3 separate regions of the Mus musculus genome follow, and regions 2 and 3 are each linked to region 1. Evidence: chromatin contacts called from public Hi-C and HiChIP or PLAC-seq data. All regions are on one chromosome and are shown on one strand. The core of a region is the stretch at or near the end of the contact, and the rest is flanking DNA. Distances in the headings are between cores, read along the strand shown.

Evidence for each region. HiChIP or PLAC-seq counts read pairs in DNA pulled down with a chosen protein or histone mark. Hi-C and Micro-C count contacts between places; a contact is called where the count stands out from the background.
Region 2: a Hi-C map of bone marrow-derived macrophages shows a contact between it and region 1, with 34 read pairs. The contact joins two enhancer-like sites. A contact is called at or near these places in 1 of 39 promoter capture datasets (hippocampal neurons), 24 of 484 Hi-C or Micro-C datasets (B cells, the C2C12 cell line, CD4 T cells and 19 more), 3 of 115 datasets of contacts at active chromatin or transcription factors (embryonic fibroblasts, embryonic stem cells and kidney) and 1 of 9 other capture datasets (liver).
Region 3: a contact with region 1 is called in a CTCF HiChIP or PLAC-seq map of the NIH/3T3 cell line, with 29 read pairs. The contact joins two enhancer-like sites. A contact is called at or near these places in 4 of 39 promoter capture datasets (the 3T3-L1 cell line, 3T3-L1-derived adipocytes and liver), 3 of 15 datasets of contacts at CTCF or cohesin (CD8 T cells and the NIH/3T3 cell line), 46 of 484 Hi-C or Micro-C datasets (the 3T3-L1 cell line, 3T3-L1-derived adipocytes, the AML12 cell line and 27 more) and 13 of 115 datasets of contacts at active chromatin or transcription factors (the NIH/3T3 cell line, Th17 cells, a beta-TC-6 cell line and 10 more).

What each region holds. Positions count from the first base shown.
Region 1 is chr15:59,391,135-59,394,611 of GRCm38.p6, reverse strand. All of the region lies in intron 2 of Nsmce2 (NSE2/MMS21 homolog, SMC5-SMC6 complex SUMO ligase), which reads right to left. Among named protein-coding and RNA genes, the nearest start is that of Nsmce2, 19 kb to the right of the region's middle. Within about 2 kb of position 1,496, at least 95 of the 459 cell types and tissues checked have an H3K27ac peak or open chromatin away from gene starts, as enhancers often do. A contact at or near this core is called in 3T3-L1-derived adipocytes, the NIH/3T3 cell line, bone marrow-derived macrophages and 9 more, where this site is marked.
Region 2 is chr15:59,500,045-59,503,521 of GRCm38.p6, reverse strand. All of the region lies in intron 4 of Nsmce2 (NSE2/MMS21 homolog, SMC5-SMC6 complex SUMO ligase), which reads right to left. Among named protein-coding and RNA genes, the nearest start is that of Gm36677, 120 kb to the left of the region's middle. Within about 2 kb of position 1,866, at least 18 of the 459 cell types and tissues checked have an H3K27ac peak or open chromatin away from gene starts, as enhancers often do. A contact at or near this core is called in bone marrow-derived macrophages, where this site is marked.
Region 3 is chr15:59,478,951-59,482,427 of GRCm38.p6, reverse strand. The region is part of intron 4 of Nsmce2 (NSE2/MMS21 homolog, SMC5-SMC6 complex SUMO ligase); the gene reads right to left. Among named protein-coding and RNA genes, the nearest start is that of Nsmce2, 110 kb to the right of the region's middle. Within about 2 kb of position 1,672, at least 228 of the 459 cell types and tissues checked have an H3K27ac peak or open chromatin away from gene starts, as enhancers often do. A contact at or near this core is called in 3T3-L1-derived adipocytes, the NIH/3T3 cell line, bone marrow-derived macrophages and 9 more, where this site is marked.

The DNA.
Region 1 (3,477 bases), core at 247-2,746:
CAGTTCCCTCCTTCCACAATGGGGTTTCCAGAGATAAACTCAGGTGTCCGGCTTCATGGCCAGTGCATCCAGCCATTCTGCTGGTCCATAGGAACATTTCTGCTATTCTCTCCAAAACTATTTTATATTTTCAGTCTACAAAATTTTAATCTGTTACAGATATGAGAAGAGACTATAACAGAAAAATGTTCATCTAGAACAGGAATCAACCAAGCCCAGTTCACTGCTGACCAACCAGCATCTGTTTGTAGGTTGTTTACAGGTACTCCTCAGCTGAGTCTAGTACAAAATATACTTTGGAACACAACGCCAAAACATGCAAAACTGAACATAACTAAGTGGCCTTTTCAAGCCTCCCTGTCTGTCTAGTGCTGTGAATGGGCACGAGAAAAGAACTCGGAGAAAAGAAGTGCTCGGCTGCTCGGCTGAGTAAGTGTACAGCATACACAGAGGAAGCAAAGAAGAAAGATGTGGCACTGAACCTCAGCCGAGCGTGACCAACAGGCATACCACCAGCACTCAGAAGGGAGAGGACACCTCAGGGAGAGGAAAAGGAAGTCCACAGAGCACACACAGGGCCCCTTGAGGAGGTCTCTATGACTAGGGTGCATATGGAAGGATGTAGCCAGTGACACCACAGTCCTGTAAGCGCTGGTCAGCAGTTTTGCACAGATGGACGGCCTATTTGGAGAGGAAGTGCCAAGTGCTGTCTGTGGTCATGGGGAAAGAAATGATCAAACATGGACAATCTATTGAGATAGCTATTGATAACTGAGATGCATAAATACAGAGTCTAGAGAGGGGGTTGCTCCGTGGGTAAGAGCACACACTGCTCCTGCAGAGGTCCTAAGTTTGGTTCCCAGCACGCACATTACACAGCTGACAATCACCTCACAGAGCTCCAGAGGGGCCAGTGTTCTTTCTGGAACACTGCACATGCACTTACCCATGTTCATACTCACTCATGCATACAAATAATTGTTAATCATAGATCACCTATACATCTTTTGTAAGAGATGTGTGCATCCTGACATATAGACCGGGGTTCTGTCGTAAAGGAAGAGGTCTGATTCTTTTTTCTGTCACACATACCAATAATCTACTAATTAGAAATACCTTGCTTACTACCACGTAGCTTTCCCAATCTTTGCATTTATTCTTATTTGCCGTAGCTGCTAATTAACCTTTTCAAAGCATGGGCCAAGAAGTAATTGGTGATCAATCAATTTTTTAAAAAATTAACAATTACCTAATAATGAAAACCAAACAAGTTCAAATAAACAATTTAAATAAGTTTTATATGATACTCTACAGTACTGTACTGTACTGTACAGTATCATGTTGTACTTTGCCTAAGCACTATATCAGAACCCAGAGTCTCCAGGTGCAGATGCTATAGCTAAGAGCTAATGAGCCAGCCCTGTAAGTTGTTGCCCTTACACAGCCCTCACACAGAGCCAAATCTGCCTCTTCCCCAATGCTAGTCACAATCTAAAACACCCTGACTGTGGTCCGAGTCATCTAGCTCAAGTCACATATTAACGAGGCCTCCTTCCACACAGTATAGGATTTCCCCCATCTCTCTGAAACCTTTAAGTATAGGCACCTTCCTTTGTCTGGCAGGACTAAAGCTATGGCATCAGGGTGGGACCACAGGACAGGCTGTGCTGTTAATAAATACCCTGTCCTAAAGACAACTGAACTCAATACGTCTCTTTCTTGAATACCATTCTCTTCTCACTCCCAAAAACCTAACACGCAGTCCAGAAGAAAAGTGAAATCTTCATCTTCAGGTTAAAGTGGTCACTGCTGCCGTCACCAGTTTACAATGGCAGTAATTAATTTAGAATTGAATAAATACTCTCAACCTTCCTCTCTCAGGTATGCACACTTACAGAGAGCCCATGAAGAACTTCTCAGTGAGTATAACTTCCCAGCTAGCACCCCCTTCTCCTCAATTATTCGCCTTATTCTTGACCAGACACAAAATAACTGCCATGAATACGAAACCAGGTGTGCTTATGGATTCCTGTAATCTCAGCCTTCTGGAGGATGAGGTAGGAGGGTAGTAACTTTGAGGCGAGCCTGGGTTACATGGTAAGACCCTGTCAGTAAAAAATCACAAAGCAAGGAGTGTGTGTGTGTGTGTGTGATAAAAGGTGGCTTTCAACTCTTCTTGTAAGTTTAAGACGCACAGTGAACCCCAATGAAAAAGACTGCTGGTTTTAAATCAACCTTCGCCATGACAGATGAGGACTCTACTGAAGGGCAAGAACAGATCCAAAGGTAAAGAAGCTGCCTTTCAACTTTGCTCTCTGATTCCACAGGCCTTAAAAAAAACATGCAAGAATATGCCTCTTGCAACTGTGGTCACATGCAAAAGTGAAGCAAGAAGCACATCTGTTTGGAGCTGGCCTCAAATGCCTCTAGTTCTTCTCCAAACCAGGTTCACAACTCCCACCCACAGAGAGAAAGCCAGGGCCTGAGGCGGCACCCAGGGACAAGCAAATTAGCATTCCCAAGGTCAACTGCTGACAGGCTTAATTGTTTACAGCAACTAGAATATGCTGGCTGCCGAAGTTAAGAGGCTTAACCTTCCAGCTTGCCCAACAGCATATGAAACTGATTTACCACATCAGCTACAAAATATGAAGAACTGTAGATGTGGATTCAAATGAACACACAACATTTTATACAGAAGCAAATGTAACAGGATCCTCAGAAACAATGCACTTTTTATTTTAAGCTGGCTAAACAATTTGGGGAAAACCCTAAAATACTAGCCACAGTTTCAGCAGAGGAGAGTGCAGGAGAAACTGAGTGTCTCATTCTTCCACCGGTTTGATTGGAAGACTCACCAGAACTGCTAAAGAGCTGCAGATCTAGCTGATTTGGCCATCTCTTATTTCTTACTCTGTCACAGAGAAGTGAAATAACCCTTATGTGTCTTTTGTCATCTCATAAAGTGTTATATGTGACCAATAAGCATAAGCAGTGTGGCTAGTCTGGAGTCTAGTGTACTGTAGGATTCTGATTTCAGTGCCCACGCTGTGTCAAAAGAACTCCTTAGGAGCTTTCATATTTATGACACATAAAAATATTTTATCTTTATTTACTTTTTAAATTATATTTGTGTGTATAGATGTTTTGACTGCATTATGTCTACGGATATACTATGGACATGAGTAGTGTCTAGTGTAGAAGCAGGTGTGGTATAGCCTGGGTTATAGGAATTGAACCTAGGTCCTCTGGAAAAGCAGCCAATCCTCTTACCCATAAAGCCATCTCTCTGGTCCCGAAAAATAGTTTCAGATACACTAGGTTAAATAAAACATTACAAATCTCTCCTTCCTCCATATTTTATGAAAGAAGGGCAGTAGAAAATTTTAAATTACACATGTGGCAAACACTGTAGTTTTATCAGGCTGCACGTGTACACATAAGTAATGGTATACAGAAACGCACAGCATGAATACA
Region 2 (3,477 bases), core at 617-3,116, 110 kb before region 1:
GGTGTGGCTGAAGACAGCTACGGTGTACTTATTTAAATAAATAAATATTTAAAAAAAACGGGGGAGGGGGATTGTGAGCTTGCAGACTGTTATAAACTTTAGATCAGTTAATCAAGAAAAATGGCTAGCATGTTCCCTAAAACATATTAGGCACTAATTTAATAGGCACAAGTTTTATGAGAGCCTCTTCTGAGCAAGAACTTCAGCTGGATCTGCCAACACTAATATATTCACCTTTCAAATTCTCCATCTATACAGGCACTTGATTCCACTAACTTTCATTGGAGGAAGACATCAACATATACGTAGCTACCCACATACAAGTCTTTCCCACTTAAAAAGGAAAGAAAAATCACAGCATGACCCATGAGAAAATTTCCCATTAAGTGTATACTCCCTTCCTATACTTAAAATTTTTGAAATCCACTTTCTGAAAAGAGGTAACATATTTCTTTGGTTCATTCTTAGGCACCTTATGTCGTATGTTCACTTTGCTAATTCAGTTCTGTTTGTTTATTCGGATTTCCCACCCCCCAAGCCTCCCCTCCCCTTCCCTCCCCTCCCCATTTAACTTCTCAATAGGTATGGGTGCTATGAACATGCCTACTGCTTGTGGAGGGATCTTATTGCTTTAATGGACATGTATTTTAACTATAGAAACATTGCATATATACATATAAGCACAATTTCAAATCACTGTAGTGCTAAGGTCAAATAAAACTATTTTTAATAGCTGCATATACTCTTGTAGATTTCCTCTACAGCACATAATAAAGTACTTTGTGAAAACTAGATTTGACTGTATATACTGTTTTATGTTTTGTGGCTTAACAAATTTTTATCAAAACACTGACCAAGTATTTTTATTGAGTGAGCCATCATTTCTCCGAGGACTTGGAAATCTATCACACACAAAGATCTCAGACAGGCTCATTACACGGCTGCCCGCTTCTTTATTATCATTCTCCCTTAAGAAGTAAGGGTTCACAGAGAGCTGGCTCTCTAGACACCTAGAGTCCTAATGTAGACTCACACAGCACACAAGGGGCCCCTTTCAAACTCTCCACTGGTGACATGGAGATTATCACAGCAGGGGCTCTGTAATGAGTAATGAACAATAAACCCCTGCCTGGACTCTCAGGGACTGTTTCTGGGGTGGATTCTCTCAAGGTGCTGCTAATGCTTAGGGTTCCCTACCTTCTATCACTGCTTGTGACTAAGTTCAAATGAAGGTTTCAAAATATCTAGTTTAAAAGCCAGTTTTTAACTTTTGAGAAAAGAAACAAACAAACAAAACCAATTTGAATGTACTAGAGCAATGTGACTCTGGTTTTGTCTCCTCTGACTGCAGTCACAGACGGTTGTGAACTTCATGTGGGGGCTGGGTCCCCTGGAAGAGCAGCCAGTGCTCCTAACCACTGAACCTTCTCTCCAGCCCTTCTAAACTCTACTCTCATCAATACACCATTCACAGGTATTTTAAGTGATTTTTTTGGTTTTAAGATTATTTTTGGTTATTTTGAAGATTTAAATTATGACTTGATTATTTTTAAAAATGTACAGAAGTACACCAAATTTTTCTTTCTGATGTTGGGGGGGTCCAACCCTTGGCCTCACATGCTCTAGGCAATAGCTTACACTGGGCTCTATCTAGGCTGGCCTTTCAAATGTATGCTTTAAAACTTCTGCCACACCTATAATTGTCTAACTTTTACCTCTTTCCATAGTTTCTTTTATCTCCTTTCTTGTTCTGGAGTTTACCCTAGAGTCTTCTCTGTCTCCTGCCTGCCTGTTCTCCTAAGTCAGCTAGGACCACTGCTTTTCTAGTTCCCTGTCCCTTTACTTCCGGTTTTGCTTCGCATTGCTTAACTCGCAATTTTCTCTTTATCTTAATGAAGGAATTACTTCCTTTTATGAAATGGTTTTAGTAAACCTTGTCATATCTATGTATTTTGATAAATCATGTACATTTTAAAATTAGTTTTAACTACATTTTCAATGTATCTTCAACTTGAGTTATTTTATATATATATATATATATATATACATATACATTATACACACACACACACACACACACACACATATATATATCTCAATCAAGTGACTCTAACTTTGGTTGATATTTGACACAGAGTGGATTTTTCTGCATTATGGTCAGATAATTTGTTAAGTACAGTTTCAATGTTTTAAATGCCCCTAAAATTTTCTTTGTAATATAGAATGATTCCAGTGTGCTGACTTGGTGAGTTTCTGTAGGCTACAAAGCATTATTAGCATAATAGCATATAGCTAATTAAGCGTGGTGAATCTTTACATTTGTGGATGTCCATTAGCTCTGAAAGGAATGAGTTCTAAGTTGCAACATCACTGTGGTTTTGCCAATTCTGCTACTTCTGAAACACATTTTGATGAAAAACAAGTTTCACGATTGCCACTTGGCAAACATTCACAATTCTCACGAGTTAAAAAAAAAATTAGCCTTATATTTTGCTTTAAATTCTCTAACAATATACCCCAACTTTCACCATCTGTTGTTGCCTGTGACATATTTCTAGTGCTGTCCTTTTTTTTTTTTTAAGTGCCTTTGGATTAGCTATGGTTGGCTAGAAGGAGCTTTGCATCCTGGTCTTTTAACAGAGCAGGATAGCTACAGGTGGTGATGAGGATGGCTGGTTTTAATTTTAAACTACATTCTGTTTTTCATGCTTATAAATGGCTTCTCTTCCCTGCTCCTTTTTTTTTTTCAGAGTAATTAGAAAAATATTAAAATATTTTCTTGTCTCTTTTTCTAAAAGGGACAAGTTTCTGGGGATGAACGTCACATCTTCCTCTGTCAAGTTCCTATTGATTCCTGCCAGTGCGACAAGAGCACTGAGGAGTCCCATGCAGTTTTCTGTCTTCGTCCTGTTGACCAAAACGCTGGGACGACAGACAGATCCCTGTTACCTGCTCTGTCTGAGACAATCTGCCAGGAGCATCACTGCTTGCTGCTATGTTAACAGCTGATATGCACAGTTCTCTGACACTTACATGGAGTCCATTATTCTAATTATTTGATTGGCTACAAAATGGCTTCACGGTTGGTATCCCCTTAAACCCTAATACATCTTTTAAAGTGCTGGTCCACTGTAAGTGAGATACCTCTGTGTGGCTCTCAAAGTCAGATGATCTTTTGTTTCCCTATAAGGCAGAGCTGTCTCAGCTGGCTGTAAAGAGTGAGTAATAGCCTTCTATTACTCTCTTTCCAGATACTCATTCCCCCTTCCCTTTGCCCCATTCCACTCCCACAGGCCTGCATGCTTATCATTTCTTCATCTCTAAAATGGAACATTTTAATTAGAAATATGTGTAAGAGCGGACCTTTCATCACTGTTTTCTTTTTGTGTACTAATAACTCTATTAAACTAGAGCTCACTGTATACTTAGAGGTAGCTATACATAACCCTTCTGAAGATTCAGGGACGCTACAGGCTC
Region 3 (3,477 bases), core at 423-2,922, 88 kb before region 1:
TATGCTGAGACTCAGCTAGGCTAATAACCTTTTAGTTTACAATCTGAAAGGGCTGATTTACCTAAACCCTGTAGTACTTACTTTAAGGACATGCCAAAAATTCACCTGCCTCCAAAACACAGCTATCAGCAGAATATGCACAACCGTGGGCCAGGAGAATGCTATGGTAAAAACCCATTCTCCCTTCTCTAGCTCCAAGGCATGGATCCTTTTGAGACAAAACACCTCAGGGATATTCCCAGCAGCCACAAGGCCGGAGTCAGAAAGCTGTAAGGGATCTCTGACTGCAGAATAAGGAACTGTGTGTTGTATCCAAGACTCAGCAGCAGCTCCATCACCAAGCATTAGCTCTTACACAGTCCTCACGCATCTCCTGGAACTCACAGAGATCCCCAATCTTTACTGGGAAGACATCTGAGTAAAGAGATTTCAAGCCTCTGAAAGGGTTTGGGTGTGGTTGAAATGGGTAACTTTGAAAACTTAGCAACACAGGATACACTATGAGTAAGTTCTTTAAAAAAAAAAAAAAAACCAAAGCTAACTCACCAGATCCTTCTGAAAGGGTTCTTTTATTAATTTCAGTGAAGTCAAGCAGAGAACAAGTTGTAATATGAAACACAATTTATGCAACTATGTTGAAATTCTCTACCAGAGTTGCATCTTCTAATGTACAATTTTATGGTAAAATAATTTCAAAATACTATCAAAAATTAGGCTAGGCTCCTTTTGGTTTTAAGACTATCATAGGAAAACCATTTTTTATATAAGTCATTGAAGTTCTAAGACAAAATGATAGTGTCTTTAAATTAGAAAAAAAAAATTGGAAGAGCTGAAACTAAACCTCAATTGAAATTACACTGTTGGGCAACTCCAAAAGCTAAACAAAAACATGTTAAAATAGAAATTGCAACATCAAGGGAAAACCATTCTCATATAGCGTTCTAGACTCAGCCCTAGCTGATCATGGATGAGGCGAGTTGCTCTGTCCTAGGTTTTCCCACAGTCAGCCAACAGGCTACTCACGATTTAGCAGCCACTTGGGTTGACTCAGGGAAAGGCATGTGAGGGAGGCCTTTAAAGAGCCAACAGAGATCCCCTGGGTGGGTCTGGTCTGCCTTTCAAAACCCATGAACTTCCCATTATATAATCTCAAATAAGAAAAGTATTTCCTAAGTTAACCGCCTAGCTGAGTGTACAGCAGGCTGCAGTACCGCCTGCCTCCCTCCCTCCCTCCCCTGGTAAGAAAGAAAAGGAAAGAGCTTTGTGAATGGCACAATCACCTTGTCTGGTAAGGACAGAAGATTAATGAATCCTGCTTAATAGTACTACTAGACTTTTTAACAAAACTTCCAGAAGCCCCAGTATCTAATCTAAAATTTCCATATTTTACTAATCTCCTATAAAATAAACTGTTAAAGAAACCACAGAATTCTGAGAAGCTTGCTTTTCCAGAAAGCCCAAGAAAAATACTTTAGTTTCGCCATTCTCAAATTCATTTGACTTAGAAACAAAGTAAACATATTACTCTATTTAATATCATTGCACAAGCAAATTCACAAGAATGAAATGTGTTCAGAGTTCCTAGAAAAAATGTAGCAATGCAGGCTGCCAACTTGTTCAATGTCAAGCACCAGGCAGCTCAGCACCAGCAGTGACTCAGAGTGAATCACGCTTAAGCTATTTTTGCTTTTAAAGTCCTGCCAGGAGCTGTGTTAATATTCAACCCAGAGTAAATTTAGCTCAACAAGAAAACAAGTGTTTCCATGGTTGCTTCTTCACGGTGTTTATGGTATATGCGCAGCCATTCGGCTTAGGAACCCAGCCAGATCATCCAAATTGAAATGCTCATCTCTCATTTACATCCAGGCATTGGAACACAGGAAATACCAAATGCAATTCAGACTGCTGTCTACCTGCCTTCCTGGATCCCAGACAGCAACATGGCAGGCAGGGCATCATTAAAGGCCCCTCTTCAAGTCTGTACCACTGAAGGAGCTCCAGAGACTGCTAGTCATAGGTTTTACTTGGTTTGTATTACAAATCAAAACTCCATTCTCTGGTTGTGGCGGTGTAACAGACTAAAGTGCCTAAAGGACTTAGCAAAGCAGTAGAAAATTAGAAGGACAGGTACGACATGGAATCTTTACACAGGATCACAGACAGTGACAGTCTGGTTATGTGGCTCAGGTTTTAAAATAAATTAGTTACAGGCAATGAGTAAGTAAGATCTGATTGTCTTTATGTTAGAAGAAAAAAATTCCACATAACATAAAATTTATCATCTTGATGCCCTTATTGTTTTTGCAACAGAAAGAAAAGTGTACTCCCTACACTAGACAGGGCAGCAGGCTGGCAGCAAGACAGGAGAGCCACCAGCAATCCATCTTAGCCTTCATTCATTAGTGCTACAGTTCCAATTCTAAGTGTCCCTCACAGGCCAATAATGCAAAAGCTTGCCTAGTGTGTGATGCTGCAGTGAGGTCTAATGTTTCTAATGTGGAATCTAGTGGAGGAAATCTAGCCCCAAATCTGTCATCTGGGGGCTAGGAGAGTACCCTTAAAGGGGATCTGAGCCCATTCCCATCTATCTCTTTGCCCCCTGGCTGCCATAAGGTAAATTCGCCTCCTTCTATGTGTTTCAGTCATAGTATACTGTGTTACCATTTGGCCCAAAGCAATAGATTGTTGAGGGAAATATTATAAAATGAACACGCCAATTCTCAGCCAGGCCAGGCTATGCTCCTGCCTGCCGCTACCAACTCTCTAGGGCTAACCCCCATGTCAGGTGATCTCACTTGCTCAGTCTCTTGGCAGTCAACTCTTCGCCCCACAGGGCCACAGGGTTCCCACTGGGCCATCTCTAAGATGTCCCCCACAAGTTCCTCACACTTCCATGCAACACCCCACACACCCTATGAAAAGCCATCTCAACACCTAATTATCCAGTAGAAACATCACTCTTAAAGCTTAATTATCCAAGTAGATTTATATAACAATAAGATCACAATTTACAAGATGCCAATACAATAATTTCAGAGCCAATTGATAATGATAAAAGTTTTACCCCAATTATTCTAACCTTGTGAAAATCTTAGCTACTAGTTGCTGTTTAAAACCACATGGGATCGGGATCTTCTTCCTGACTATCTGCCTCCATGTTGGCTTCTCCTCCTCCTCCTTCGACCTCTGTCTTCTGCGACCTCTCTGTCTCCCCAACTCCTAGCTCCGCCTCCCTTTTCCTGTCCAATCACAGGCCCCCCACTGTCCTAATGTGATTGGACAGGGAAAATCCTGCAACAATAGAAAGTGTCAAGTGACCATGGACTGAGGCCTCTGAAACCAAGAACTAAAATAAACTTATCAAAGGTTGATTGTCTCCGATACTGGGTTATTAAATCAGAAAGCTGACACAATTGGTATTAAATACATTCACATTATTATAAAAACATTTCTCTAGGACTTTTCATCTTGTAAAAA